Regions from separate parts of the Anas platyrhynchos genome. Here region 2 is linked to region 1. The links are chromatin contacts, called in public Hi-C maps. All regions are on one chromosome and are shown on one strand. The core of a region is the stretch at or near the end of the contact, and the rest is flanking DNA. Distances in the headings are between cores, read along the strand shown.

What was found. Hi-C and Micro-C count contacts between places; a contact is called where the count stands out from the background.
Region 2: a contact with region 1 is called in a Hi-C map of subcutaneous adipose tissue, with 2.2 times the contacts expected there. The contact joins two enhancer-like sites. A contact is called at or near these places in 3 of 8 Hi-C or Micro-C datasets (F1 follicle, skeletal muscle and subcutaneous adipose tissue).

The regions. Positions count from the first base shown.
Region 1 is chr13:14,482,083-14,488,207 of IASCAAS_PekinDuck_T2T, forward strand. It overlaps SFMBT1 (Scm like with four mbt domains 1), which reads left to right. Exons shown (of 23, transcript XM_072044509.1): 4 at 1,609-1,703. Among named protein-coding and RNA genes, the nearest start is that of SFMBT1, 59 kb to the left of the region's middle. Within about 2 kb of position 3,114, at least 1 of the 8 cell types and tissues checked has an H3K27ac peak or open chromatin away from gene starts, as enhancers often do. A contact at or near this core is called in subcutaneous adipose tissue, where this site is marked.
Region 2 is chr13:14,529,766-14,536,067 of IASCAAS_PekinDuck_T2T, forward strand. It overlaps LOC101800783 (musculoskeletal embryonic nuclear protein 1), which reads left to right. Exons shown (of 11, transcript XM_027467323.3): 2 at 379-427; 3 at 2,255-2,350; 4 at 5,799-5,920. Among named protein-coding and RNA genes, the nearest start is that of NEK4, 74 kb to the right of the region's middle. Within about 2 kb of position 4,411, at least 2 of the 8 cell types and tissues checked have an H3K27ac peak or open chromatin away from gene starts, as enhancers often do. A contact at or near this core is called in subcutaneous adipose tissue, where this site is marked.

The sequences.
Region 1 (6,125 bases), core at 1,864-4,363:
TTATCCTCTAAAATTGGTGATGATCCTCAAGCTCCAAATTTTTTGAGCTCTCAGGCTTGTGAAAGGCCAATAGAAGCAGCTCTGTTTGTTTAAAAATAGCAAAATGAAAGTGGAATCGGGAGCAAATGAGCTGCTTTTAAAACAGATACTGTCATCATCAAACAAAAGCTATCTGAAGGTGCATTTTTAAATTTGGGGAAACATTCCTAGAATTCCAATGAAAAGCCAAAGATGAGCTTAACGTTCATTTGAAGAGAAAATGAACACACCATACCCTGATAATTTAGATGATTTTTAGATGATTTAAAGTAGCTCAGACTTCTGGGCAAATACTTGCCCCTCTCTATTCAAGGAATAAGAAGTGTCGTGAAGCATTCTTAGCAGATTTTCAGCATGCCCGTGGCTCTGATTTGGGAATGTGAAAGCATTTCATCCTTTTTTTTTTTTTTTTTTTTGGACACTTAATGTTTCCTACTCACATTACTGCTCCTCGAAAGAAGAGTTGGCACCTGTCCTAAGAGTGAGAGCATCGGGAACATTAGCATCGTGTAACCTTTGCTGAGCTCTCCCCACACTTTGGCCACACTCGGATTTCTATGTTCCCATGTAAATGTGGCCCCAAGTTTCCTGGTACAGAGAGATGAGCACCTCTCATCTTCATTTACAAAGACAGCTGTGGTTTGACTGTAGAACCAGTCTAAAAGTGAAGTCTCCCTTGTCATCCCACCCTGTGCCTGCAGGGAAAAAAAAAAAAAACTGGGGCTGTGCAGTGAACAAAACTGGGGAGTAAAATCCAAACTGTTCTGGTTGCAGTGACTTCCCAGGAACGTGGATTACACGTTAGAGAAAAAGGGGAATGGGAAAGAGAGCAGGGAAGTGAGCCAAGCACTGATAATGCTGATAGAAAATATGACTAAATTGTAGAGTGTGGCTCACACTACAGCTGCTCTCTTCCCTGACAGCATGAGTGAGTGCACAACTATGGCTTGAGTGGTTTTAGCCCGTTCTGGTTTAAATACATCCAGAAATGAGGTTTTCTTGCTCTGAAGAAGCTGTTGCACCTTAAGAGCTGGTATTTTAAGTGACTAATTTGAAGGCTCTTGATTTCACTTGTGTCTGGAGCTGCTTTTCTTAGAACTACCGTGAATCCTTCTCTGTGCTTTTGGCATCTTATAACACTGAAATAAATACTTGCTTTTTTTTTTTTTTTTTTTTAAAAAAAAAAAAAAAAAAGAGGGGAGTCTTATCTGTTTCCTGGATGTTTTTTTTAATTGAATCCACTGAAGGTCTGGTGTGCCCAGAACTTTTAGTCCCTTCCTAAATATTTATTGATACAAACACAGGGCTTATGCCTGTAGATTTATAAACAATTTATGCTTAACCAGAATACTCAGGCTCTCGCTATTTGTCAGACTGAATCCAACTTACAGTGCCCTTCACATACAAGAAAAGGTGAAATAGCATTGTTTGTGTGTTGAAATGCATGACTGAAGTTCATTGCATGATTACATAGTCAGTCATTCAGAAGTGATCTTTGCTGGAGTTCTTGATAGGCCAAAACTTTAGCCAACGGGTTGCTGGATAGAAGATGTTTGGCTTCTCTTCCAGATGCTGGTTCCGGTGTGGAAGAAATGGAATTCAATTGGGATGAGTATCTAGAAGACACAGGAGCAATCGCAGCCCCTCATGGATCTTTTAAACATGTGAGTAAGGGATTGTGTCATTACTTACCATTTCCTACATCATTTTTTTATACACTGAATGTTCAGGGTTGATGAGTTGATGCACTAAAATCTGGAAGACTAACTAAAATCACGTTTCCTAGAGTAATGAGAAATGTGGAATTTCTTTTTTTTATTATTGGTTGTCGTCATCTTGTTTGTACATAGCACAGGATAATCCCATCCTCATGTACTGGAAGTTAAGGGGTCCCTTGTTGTTTCTGCACCAGAGGATAAGCTTGATTTTTCTCATGAAGACTGAACTGGCCAGCATCTTCTCTTTGGGGATTTCTACTAGTCAACTGCTGTAGAGTAGCTGCGCTTCAGAGAATGGTGCTGTATAGTTCTTGAATAGCAGAATTCAGATGTGCTCTCAGAGGAAGTTTTAATGATGGTTCTCGAGGAGGCCAAGGAGAAAACAATATCTCTGTTGAACACTTGACTTTAATAGTTAGAAAACTGATGAGGATTGCAAGGCTTAGTGAATGGGATGAAGTCTAGATAAGCCCTTGGATGCTTTAAGTCTTTTGTTGGTAAACTTCAGAACTGCACTGTCCCATTGGATGATAATTGAAGTGTGGCTTGCTGTACTAGGACATCAGGGAAAGCGAGCTGCAAAATATTAAAGAATCTATTAAAATACAGCAGTTGTGTTATGAGCAAAGATCCACAGTAAATGTAGGCTCTGCAGAGACCCTTCCATACACTATAATTTTAAGTTCTTTGCTGAGTATAAGCTTTCAGGTGTCACGTTTGTGGAGGGGAGAGACCTTACAATTGTTTTTGTTTCTTAGTTTACGAATGTTCTAGCAGGAGCAAGCTTACTCAGCAGTGATGCTTGCACAGCCCACATTGAGGAGTGGCATCAAGTTGGAGCAGTGGCCTTTTGTAGCAGCAGCGAGAGGTGCTGCCTGCCTGCTCCTTTGGTGTGCCTTGCCTTGCTTGATCTCCATTAAGAGAAGCCTGCTCACAGCTCAGACATTATACAAACAAATTGTGATGCCAGCCTTTTAGTAGTGGCCAGCTGAATTAACGTGACAGCTCGGTTTTGTTAATCAGCAGGAGACCACCTTGGGTGACTTTGGTACCCCTGCACGCCACCCTTTGCCCTCTCAGCCTGGCCAAACAAGAGGTCTGACCACTGTGGCTGTGGTCAATACAATTAGGTTAAAAAAAAAATCCATTTTTAAATTATTTAAATTTAAATCAATACAATTAGGTTAAAAAAAAAATCCGTTTTTAATTGTCATTATGCCTTACATGTGTAGAACACCGCAGGGCTTTGCTTGTCTAAGCGATAACCGCTGGGGAGAGTGCTTTAGGGAGCGAGTGTGGACAAAGCAGTGTCACCCAGTCCTTTCTGCTGCCTTGGGTGCCCTCTTGTGGGCAAATCCAAGGAGGAGCAGAGCTGGGCTGGTCCGGCTTCGTGCCCGCACACGGATGCAGGCAGGAGAGCTGCAGGGGACACGTGGAGGAGCAGGGAAATAGATGGCTGCGGGTTAAAGCAGAAGGGGAACTGTCATCAGGCGCTGGTGAGCAGAGTTCCCCTAGAATTTGTCCAGAGGCCAGTTTTGATGTTCTCCATAATATGATTGGCAAAAAGAAAATTGTTTTAAGTTAATGCTGACACAGAACTGACAAGCAGGGAAGGGAGGGTATTTACAGCAGTCACATCCCCTAGATCTTGCTGTTAATAGAAATTCAATGGTGCAAGGAAACGTTTTCAGCATTTCTGCTGTAAAAGTGTTAGTGTAGTTCCAGGATACATCAGGGGAGAGATTTTCAGCAGAGGGCATCCAGGCACTGATGTCTCTGCTAGAGACTGGTGGTCCTCGCAGCTCGGTCTGTGCAGTGCGTGTTGCTTGGCGTGAAGAACAGATTTGTATAATCTAGATTCAGGAGAGCTGGGAGGGAGCTTTTGTGCTCTCAGAAAAGCAGAGTAGGAAAAAAATAAGTTGAAGAATAATGCTGGCACAAGAGAAAAAGGTGTAGCATCAACCAAAATTAAATTTTAAATGGAAGCTTAAGGTTTTTGTTTGGTTCTTTTGAAATGCTGGAATAGTGAGACTGTGACTGGCCTTCCACTATGAGCAGTGGATGAGAAATGCCTCGCCCACATCGTAGGGAGAGTACATGCACAAGTCAGGAAAACATAACCCATAATAACCCAGCCTGTGTTAGCAAAGAACTAGTCTTGCAAATGGGAGCTTATATTAATTTTGAATGTTCTGCTGTTGCTATGAGCAAGACACATTGCAAAATGTATGCTGCTTTCTCAAATCAAACATGGTCTAATGTTTAATTTGTTTGCGCTTTAAAAATTAAACAATACTGAGATCCAAGGGATTGTTTTGCTTACAATCTAGTAGGAGGCAGAGTTTAGGAACCCAGAGTTGCAGTGGATGCCAGTGCTGTTATCCCACCCTATGTCTAAGTAAACTTTCTTTGGAACCGTTTAATGCTCTACTTGAATGCCCTTCTTCAACTTGTATGTGTGTGCAAATATGTATTACAAAACAAGTTAGTGCTCAGCATTATCTGAGGATATGTGCTTGCTGTGTATTCTTGCATGCTTTTAATAACATTTTCTCTGTTCTTTAGCATTCGCTTCCCGAGCCAAATCAGATTTCCTTGGTCCAAGCTTGCACAAAGGGCCACAAAGTAGGGGTGGTACTTGATGGGAAAGAGGGGCTGGGGATCAGGGTGCCTAAGCTGAGCTGTCGCCAGGTGCTCGGTGGAGCTCTCAGCTTGCCAGATGTGCAGCAGCAAGCTGCTGCTTTTGAACGCATTGCTCTGAAGAAAATGTTCACAGAGCTCCTGCACAGCATCTCCTGCTCGCCAGCTTTCCCACTAGTCCAGCCTAAAAGAAGGAAGTTACGTGCTTTAAACCTCTGTGGTGTCGTCTTGCCCAGCTGCCAGAAGAGGGTGCTAACTTCTTGGTCTCTGCTGTATCCACCCAGAGCATACATGACAGCATTTGAAAAATGTACCTGACTTCAGGGAAAGCTGCATCTGTTGCTGCTGGTTTCCTTGAATACAGTTCTCTATGCCATGAGGCTTGGCTGAAAATTCAGGTAGAGAGAGCTGTGCAGGTTTCCCAGTTCCTTGGGCCTTGTGTTGCTCATGACCTGTCTCTTGGGAATTGAAATCCAGTCTTTAATAATACCTCTTCAGCAAGGCAATTGCCTTTTCAAAGAGATTACCTCTGTAATACTGCTTCAGAAAGACTGCAGGTATTGAGTCCCGCTGATTTGTTTTTATGAAGGGGATTCTCTAAGTGAGGGTTATCAACCTAAAGGATGTGAACAGTTAACAACAGAGGCATATGCTTTTCGTTCTGATGTTGTTCTTAGTTTTATTTTTAGCAAACCAGTATGTGCTGGCTGATGAGACTATAATAGCTGTGGCAGTTACTGAACCGTCAGCACAGAACTGGTAATAAATAACCCAGAAAACATCTACCACATCTGCATCGTACTGAAAGCCTTCCTTGCAGTTAATTCAAAGAGGAAATGGAACTTGGGACCATTAAAGAAAGAAAAAGCCAGTTACATTTGGCCGAGAGCAGGGAATTGACATGTTAGTTGTTTAATAAAGACTGAGGCTACGACGTTAAGTGTAGCTTGGAAATACTTCATAGTGGGAGCAGGGCAGGATCCTTCTGTCCTTGCAGGAGTCTTTGAGCTGGCGGAAACTAGGAATGCAAGGAACTTGATGTTTTGCCTTCCCTTCTGAAGTTCACATCTCAATATCTGAGTACCATGCAGTTGGATTCCTCTCCTTCACACAGCACATGCACAGCGTGTATACGCTATTTGGCACTCAGCTATTGCCAAGACGTAAGCTTGCTGAAAAACTGCACACCGTTTTTGTTAATCTGTGCAATTCATGTAACTGTGTCACACACAGGATTATTTAGATTCTTTAACAGAGATATTAAAAGTCCTTGTTCTGCAATTTCTGCAGGTTTATGCCTTCTTAAACAAGCACAGTATCAGAGATTAGCGGCATCACTAAAAAGCAGGTGTATATACTTTAAGTAGGCTCTCTGTCCAAAGAGGTCGGAAGCAAAAGTTTAACACAGAAAGTCAAGGTTGTGCTGCTGAGTTTGACTTTTAGCCCTGTCTAGCTGGACAGCCCAGCTGTGAGTTGGAAAGCCTTTCTGTGATGGGGGAGGTACTGTCTGGGACAGGAAGATGCATTGCAAGGTATTAATTGAAGGTTGAAAAGTACTCTGAAGTGTGGAGGAGATTTCATTAATGCTGATTCCATGCGCAGTCTAATTTGGGTCCCATAACATGATGAAGCTGTTCCTCTGAAGAGGCTGGATGGCATTTGGCTTGAGGGTTTTTGCTAATGATTATGTCTAAATTGCTCCCCCTGTTGTTCCATCAAGTTTTCTGG
Region 2 (6,302 bases), core at 3,161-5,660, 49 kb after region 1:
TCTGATATTATAGATTGCCCCTACACTGCAAGTAATACTTTCCTATTTGAATGTTGATCTTCAGTGAGTGAAAGAAACTGCTTTTTTCTCATAATATCTTGAACCTGCTTTACTATTGGAAATTAAATTTTCTGGTTGGGTGATCATAAAAGCTAAGGCCATGGAAATGGTGGTCAGGTAACAGATTATTTGTAGGTGATAGGAGGGAGACAGTTGCTTTTAAAATCTATCTTTAGAGCTTCATAAAGCGAAATACAGGTGTATAAGGCCTAATTTATTGAGGAGTAAAGTTTCTGCAAGATGATTTGCTTTTACTTCTCTATACTTCTGTTGCTCTGTGAGTTGCTGATTATCTCCAATTGTTCCTTTCTTTTGTAGTAAAGCGCTTCAGAGAACCAAAGCATGAAAGACGTCCTTGGAGAATATGGTATGTTTCTGCATGGCTCACTCCTGTATTTTAGCTTCTTGCATGTTTTAGAAATTGATAGAATGATTGTCTGCATGTGGTGATGATGATTAAAAAAAATGATGACAAGAAAGTGATGAATAAATGATGAACAAAACAGTTATAAAAATACAGGATTTAACGAAATGTTGTATTCTTAAGAATATTTCCCTGCTAGTTCATTCCCACTAGACATTGCCAGGAACCTTCATGAAGATGCGCATTTAGACGTAAAGCTTAAAGTTGCATTTCCTCCTGAGGATGGAAAGTAAAACTGCCCCAAGATGATAAGCTTAAACAGATGTTCTTGTTCTGTAGCTGTCCTAGTTTTTGTAATAGAGAAAATGGTACGGTAAAAGATTTAATTTCATAAGCTGTTAAAGAATATGTGGTGTAAAAAGTATATTTATTTTTATTACTTCTTAAATGTTGTTGTATTGTAGTGATGCCAACATAACCTGTTTTAGGCTTAAGTAGAGACTGGTGTAAAATTTAAGCTGTTGATTGTTCCAGCTGTTGTAGACTGTAGTGCTTTGTTTTTTCTTCAGTGGCTGATATTCATCTTTGATTCATGATGATTAAAGTCATCATACAGTGCTGCTTTTCATAATTAATCTTGACCTTTATTTTATGGGAAAAAATAAATACAAAATCTTTGTGTACTATGGTCTACCTCAGCCTGAAATTCTGGCTAGCGCTGTGGTAGCTTTTAATTTTTAAGCCAAGAATCTAGTACTGAAATTGAGTATTGTTATTTATAGTATGTTGTAGTGATTAGATAAGTAACGTTCTGGCTTCCTGCCTCATCTCCAACTTTGTGCTCTCAGTGTTGGGCAATGAATGAGAGAGAATAAAGTTTAATACCAAATTGTCAGGGAGGGCAGATGAATTTGTGCATATAATATTGTTTGGATCTATTTTGGGGCTTTTTTTTAGACGTGGAAGCAACAGGCAAAATGAGTGCTGGTCTGTATAAATAACACACTCTTGCCTACGTAATACTTCTGACACAATTCCTATATTTAACATATTTAATAAATCATTGTGGAAAGTTAATTAGTATATAATAATAAAAGAGTTGGAAGGGGCTGGAATCAATGTTGAATCTGTACCTGAGTGGTGTTTTTTTAAAATATGTTCATAGTAAGTAGGAAACTGTTTTCTTCCCGTCTGTCTTTTGCTTTGGAGATGGTAGTTTCAGGGTGATAACTCCTTTGCAGTGAGGTCTTGAAGCTGTTGTGCTTTAGCTAAAACTCAGGGAGGCTACTTCATGCTTTTAGGTGAAAAATACCAATGATGGAGTTTTAGCGAAATGCTATAGATAAAGGAAACATCAGCAAGCTATTAGATTGTTCATCTAAGTAAGTGATGACAATTTTACCTCCATCCCTGCCATAAACTTACTAAAAATACATAAACATAAAAGGACTGAAATATCTTGTGAACCTGAGATACTCATTGTTTACAGGAGGTTATTAAAGACTTAAATAGGTTTAGTGAAGATTAGCTTATGGATAATGCTTATGATACCAGGAGGATCTCTCTTGTCTTTAAAGTTTCAGTGCCAAGGCTTCAAGTTGGTATGATTTGATTTATTGTTAGCAAGATTCCAGAAAAAAAAAAGCACAGGGTTGAATTTAAAGTGGAACATGGTTAAGTAAGTTAAATACCATGGCATGTTATCCTTCTGGTGGTCTCATTTGAAGAAAAATGAATAATTGGGATGGAATATTAATATAAATTTGCAGTGTTCCTACTGCATTGTAAACAGTTTTGAGTGTCCTAAAAGCTGTTTTTACCTCTCTACAGGTTTTTAGATACTTCCAAGCAAGCCATAGGGATGTTGTTCATCCACTTTGCAAACGTCTATTTATCAGACCTTACAGAAGAAGACCCTTGTTCACTGTGAGTGTTTAATTATTGAATAGTTGGTCTTTATGGAGGTTCACTGTTGAGTTTGGTGTACTTGGACAGTAATGCAAGATATATCAGAGAAACAAATTTGCATGCAAAAAGTCAGTCACTTTCAAAATACTATGTTTTAAGCTTAGTTAATCAAGGATCAGAAATCTGCTCTTTTAGGTTATGTCTGGCAGGACCTCAGAAAGCTGTTGTTTTGTTTGTTTGTTTGTTTTCTGATCTGTGTATGGGTGTTTTAGACTGAGAGTAAATTTGCTTCTTCCCCTTCAGTAACTGAATGAGGATTTAGGATGCTCATTGTAATATGAGGCTATTTACTGAAGGAGGTAAGAGATACCAGGAACCAGTGGAAGTGAATGTAAAGTTGTGTACATTGGCCTCCAGCTTCATCATTCACTGCAACAAGGCTTTAATATAAAGTCAGGTTGCTTTCAGGGATATTGAGCAAAGATTGTTCCTGCTTGTATTTTCTTCAGAAAACTGCATCAGCTACTGCAGTATCATTTTCACTTTGTTAAAAGCAGGAAATCTTGCCTGATACCGAGGCAGTTTGTGCAAAAATTAATTTTGTGATCTCACACTTGGAGCAGTGTGACTAAGTAGGTAAGCATTTCACTGTAGCATATTAAACCTGAAGAATCTATGACTAAGACCCTGTCAGGCTTTTTAGAAGAGCTGCTGAAGCAGATGACAATTGTTTGGGTTTCTTATTGATGGGGCTCATGCTCAAAGAAGCCTACGCATTTCTTGTAATAGAAACTGTAAAATTACTTCCAAAAGTCTAGTAATTTGCCCCTGAAAACCAAATGCCATTCCTTCCTTGGCAGCTGCTCACAGATGTCCTTTGGTAAACAAAGGAGTTAAATTGCTCAAGGAATATGTTTGTTGCTTTGTAAGACTAAATGTTTTATTTGCCTTATTTCTCCTTAGTTTCCCCTGTGTTCCCACATGCTATAAATGTGCCAGTAAAACACTGCTTTTCTCCTCCCAACACAAAGCATTTTGGTAGGGAAAATGCATTTATTTTAACACACTGGCTGTAGAAGTTAAGATGTAAATATGAGAGTTTCAGTAATACCAGGCATCATTGTAAGATCTTTTTGGTTACTGTTTTAAGAATTTCCTGATAATTTACAAAAGCTGACAGGTGTAAATTGCTTTTATTTCATTTCATGTATATATTTAAGCAAGCTAACCACAGCATGTTTAGAATTGTTAGCATTCAAAGTCAAAGCTTAATACTTCATTAAAACATTTTAAAAATAACTTTTTGTATTGTCTGAGTTTTTAAAATAGAAGGTTTGCTAATGTGTGTTCTCTTCTACATGTTTCCATATAGTCTACATAACTTTATTTTCAAATGCCACTTTTAACATCGATGTAGTGTGACACATAACAAAGGCACAGCTGTCATTTGCCGTTCTTAGGATAACTGTGGAGTTGGGCAGTTTCTCAGATAAGGGTGCAGGTCCTCCTTGTTGGCAGAGAAAATAGCATGCTATATCAACCAAAGCCACGTGTCCTTTGTTGGGGGAAAAATATATCTTAAAGGTTACAGGTAGGTCAAAATTCCTGAGTAAAAGCACTGTTTCTGTACGTGACTTCAAATAATAGTAATGTGAGTCAGCAAACCCAAACACGGGTAGCTTTCTGTGCTTTCCTGTTTTGTAGTGCGGGGTTTTTGTTCAGAACAAAGCCAGAAAAGGTAGTTTTAGAGAACATTGTGGTTGGAAACTGGAAGCTGCCATCCGTTACTTTGGCAATGCAACGCTCTGTGTCAGGCAGGTACGGGATAAGCCGAAAGCTGATAAACCCTCTGTTCAAACACCTGGGACAGGGCTGCTGTGCGAGGACTTTGGAATAGCCAAAGCAGCCGGCGGGGTTTGGTGGTGCAGGCTGCCAGCTGGCTGTGAGCGGCAGTGTTGGCTCAGGCCAGCTCGCAGCCACCGCTGGTGCTCGGAGCCCTCCTGCTGCCGGCAGCGCTGCCCCGGGTGCCGGCACAGCCCCTGTGCCTGGCCGGCTGGAAGCCCTCCTGCCGCGGGCTTAGAGCAGCCCCTGGTGGCCTCAAGCGGCTCCTGTAAGTGCCGGGCTTCCTCTGCCAAGCACTAAACCTTGATCTCTGCGTTCCTCAAAGAGAAAGTTCATTAAAACTATGATTTGACACAGCCGTTAGAAAATAGCTGTTTTTAGAAAGTTTGTGGCTACGTCTTTGCTGAAGCAAGGCACGGTCAATTCAGTTTTATTCTTGAGCTGCTGCTTGAACGAGATTTTGAGGATCGAAGCAGCTCCTCCTTTACTGCTCTGATTGCACATACTGTGTATTTGCTTTCCGCTTTCTGATGTTATTTTGTCCACGTGGACTTGCCTCTGCGGCCAGCAGGAGCCCCCAGCTCTCTGATTTGTTATTTCAACAGATTCTGAAAATAGGATTCTAGATCCTATGGACTCTAGAGTTTACTGTAAGTATTTGGAATTGCCGAACAAGACTCAGTCACAGGGATTTCCAGTGTGACGTGCAGCTGGGATAACCTTCGCTGGCTCTTTCTCAGCTGCTGTTTTGTTCAGCCAAAATGGAGCAGTAGTAAACAAACCAAACTGACCTGCAAGGTGCTTTGAAGTTCAGCTGCACCATTTAATAGACCTAAGAATTAATTTGAAACCCACGGTGATCTCTGGATCTAGAGGCGAGATCCCAGGAGTTTCTTCTGAATCAATTAATAGTGCAGCCGTTGTGTGTCCTTTACACTTTATTTTTTTCCTTGGAAGGCTAGTTCTAGATTTGATTTCAGATGTTTATTAGATACAATTTGAAGTCCTAAAGCAAATCACTTCCCGCTAAACTCTGAAGTAATTTGAAATGTGGTTTTGATAGTGGCTTTGATATTTACTGTTGTTCCTTGTCAGCTCTAGTAGAGTGCTCCTTCAAGCAAGAGAGAACTCCTTGTGGGGCCTCCCCCATTAGAATGAAAGTGTTTTGGGTTGTTAGGTAGTTGTTGTGTTTTGTTTTGTTTTGTTTTTTCTTCAAATTCTGTGAGGTGTTAAGAATAAAAAAATAAATAAATTAGCTTATTCCTTTTATTCCACTGGTTTTATTCAAATGCAGTGTTTCTATGCAGAATGAACTGGAGGATGGGAAAAAGGAAATCTGTTTTTAATTTAAAGACATAAAATGAATATTGGAGTTTATACAGAGGATGCACACACAAAGTTCATGGAAATATAAGTTGAAGCTTAAGTTTAAGGTCAGAAACAGAATGTTAAGACTCCCATAAAACTTTAAATTTTACACTGTGTAGGTACAGAAGTGGGTAAATGATTAATCTCAGTGATGTGGCTTTTCAACATAAATGAATATCAATTGTGGTGTAAAAATACATGGAACTTCTGGAAATTGGACCCTTTCTCCTTGTTTTCTTTACATTTTTCCTTTCAGGTACCTTATCAACTTCTTGTTAGATGCCACATTAGGGATGCTGTTAATCTACGCTGGTATACGTGCAGTCAGCAGCATTGTGGAATGGCAGCAGTGGGAGTCCCTTCGCTTTGGTGAATATGGTAAATATTTCTATTGTTGCACTAAAATACTTTCCAAGACAGAATTTTGGCATATTTCAGCTAACAGTTCACTGACCTTTAAGTCATTACACAGTTGTTATAATGGCTACTGTAGAATTCCACTCGTCAGTAGCACTCTGTATCTTGGCATGCAAATTCTGTGTTGCAAAGTTTAACAAGTCTTTAAGCATTTAGTGAGGCTTGGAACAACTGCTTGGTTTTGTTGTTGTTAGGAGTGATTGAACAAATTACTGTACTGGCTAATCTCGGGTTAAAAAACAACAGGATAAATGTACTCTGAAACACTTTAAATAATGATAGCTGGAACATCATTTCCTATTAAAGCTTTCACTGCACCGCATGCCGTTGTCTGAAGATACGG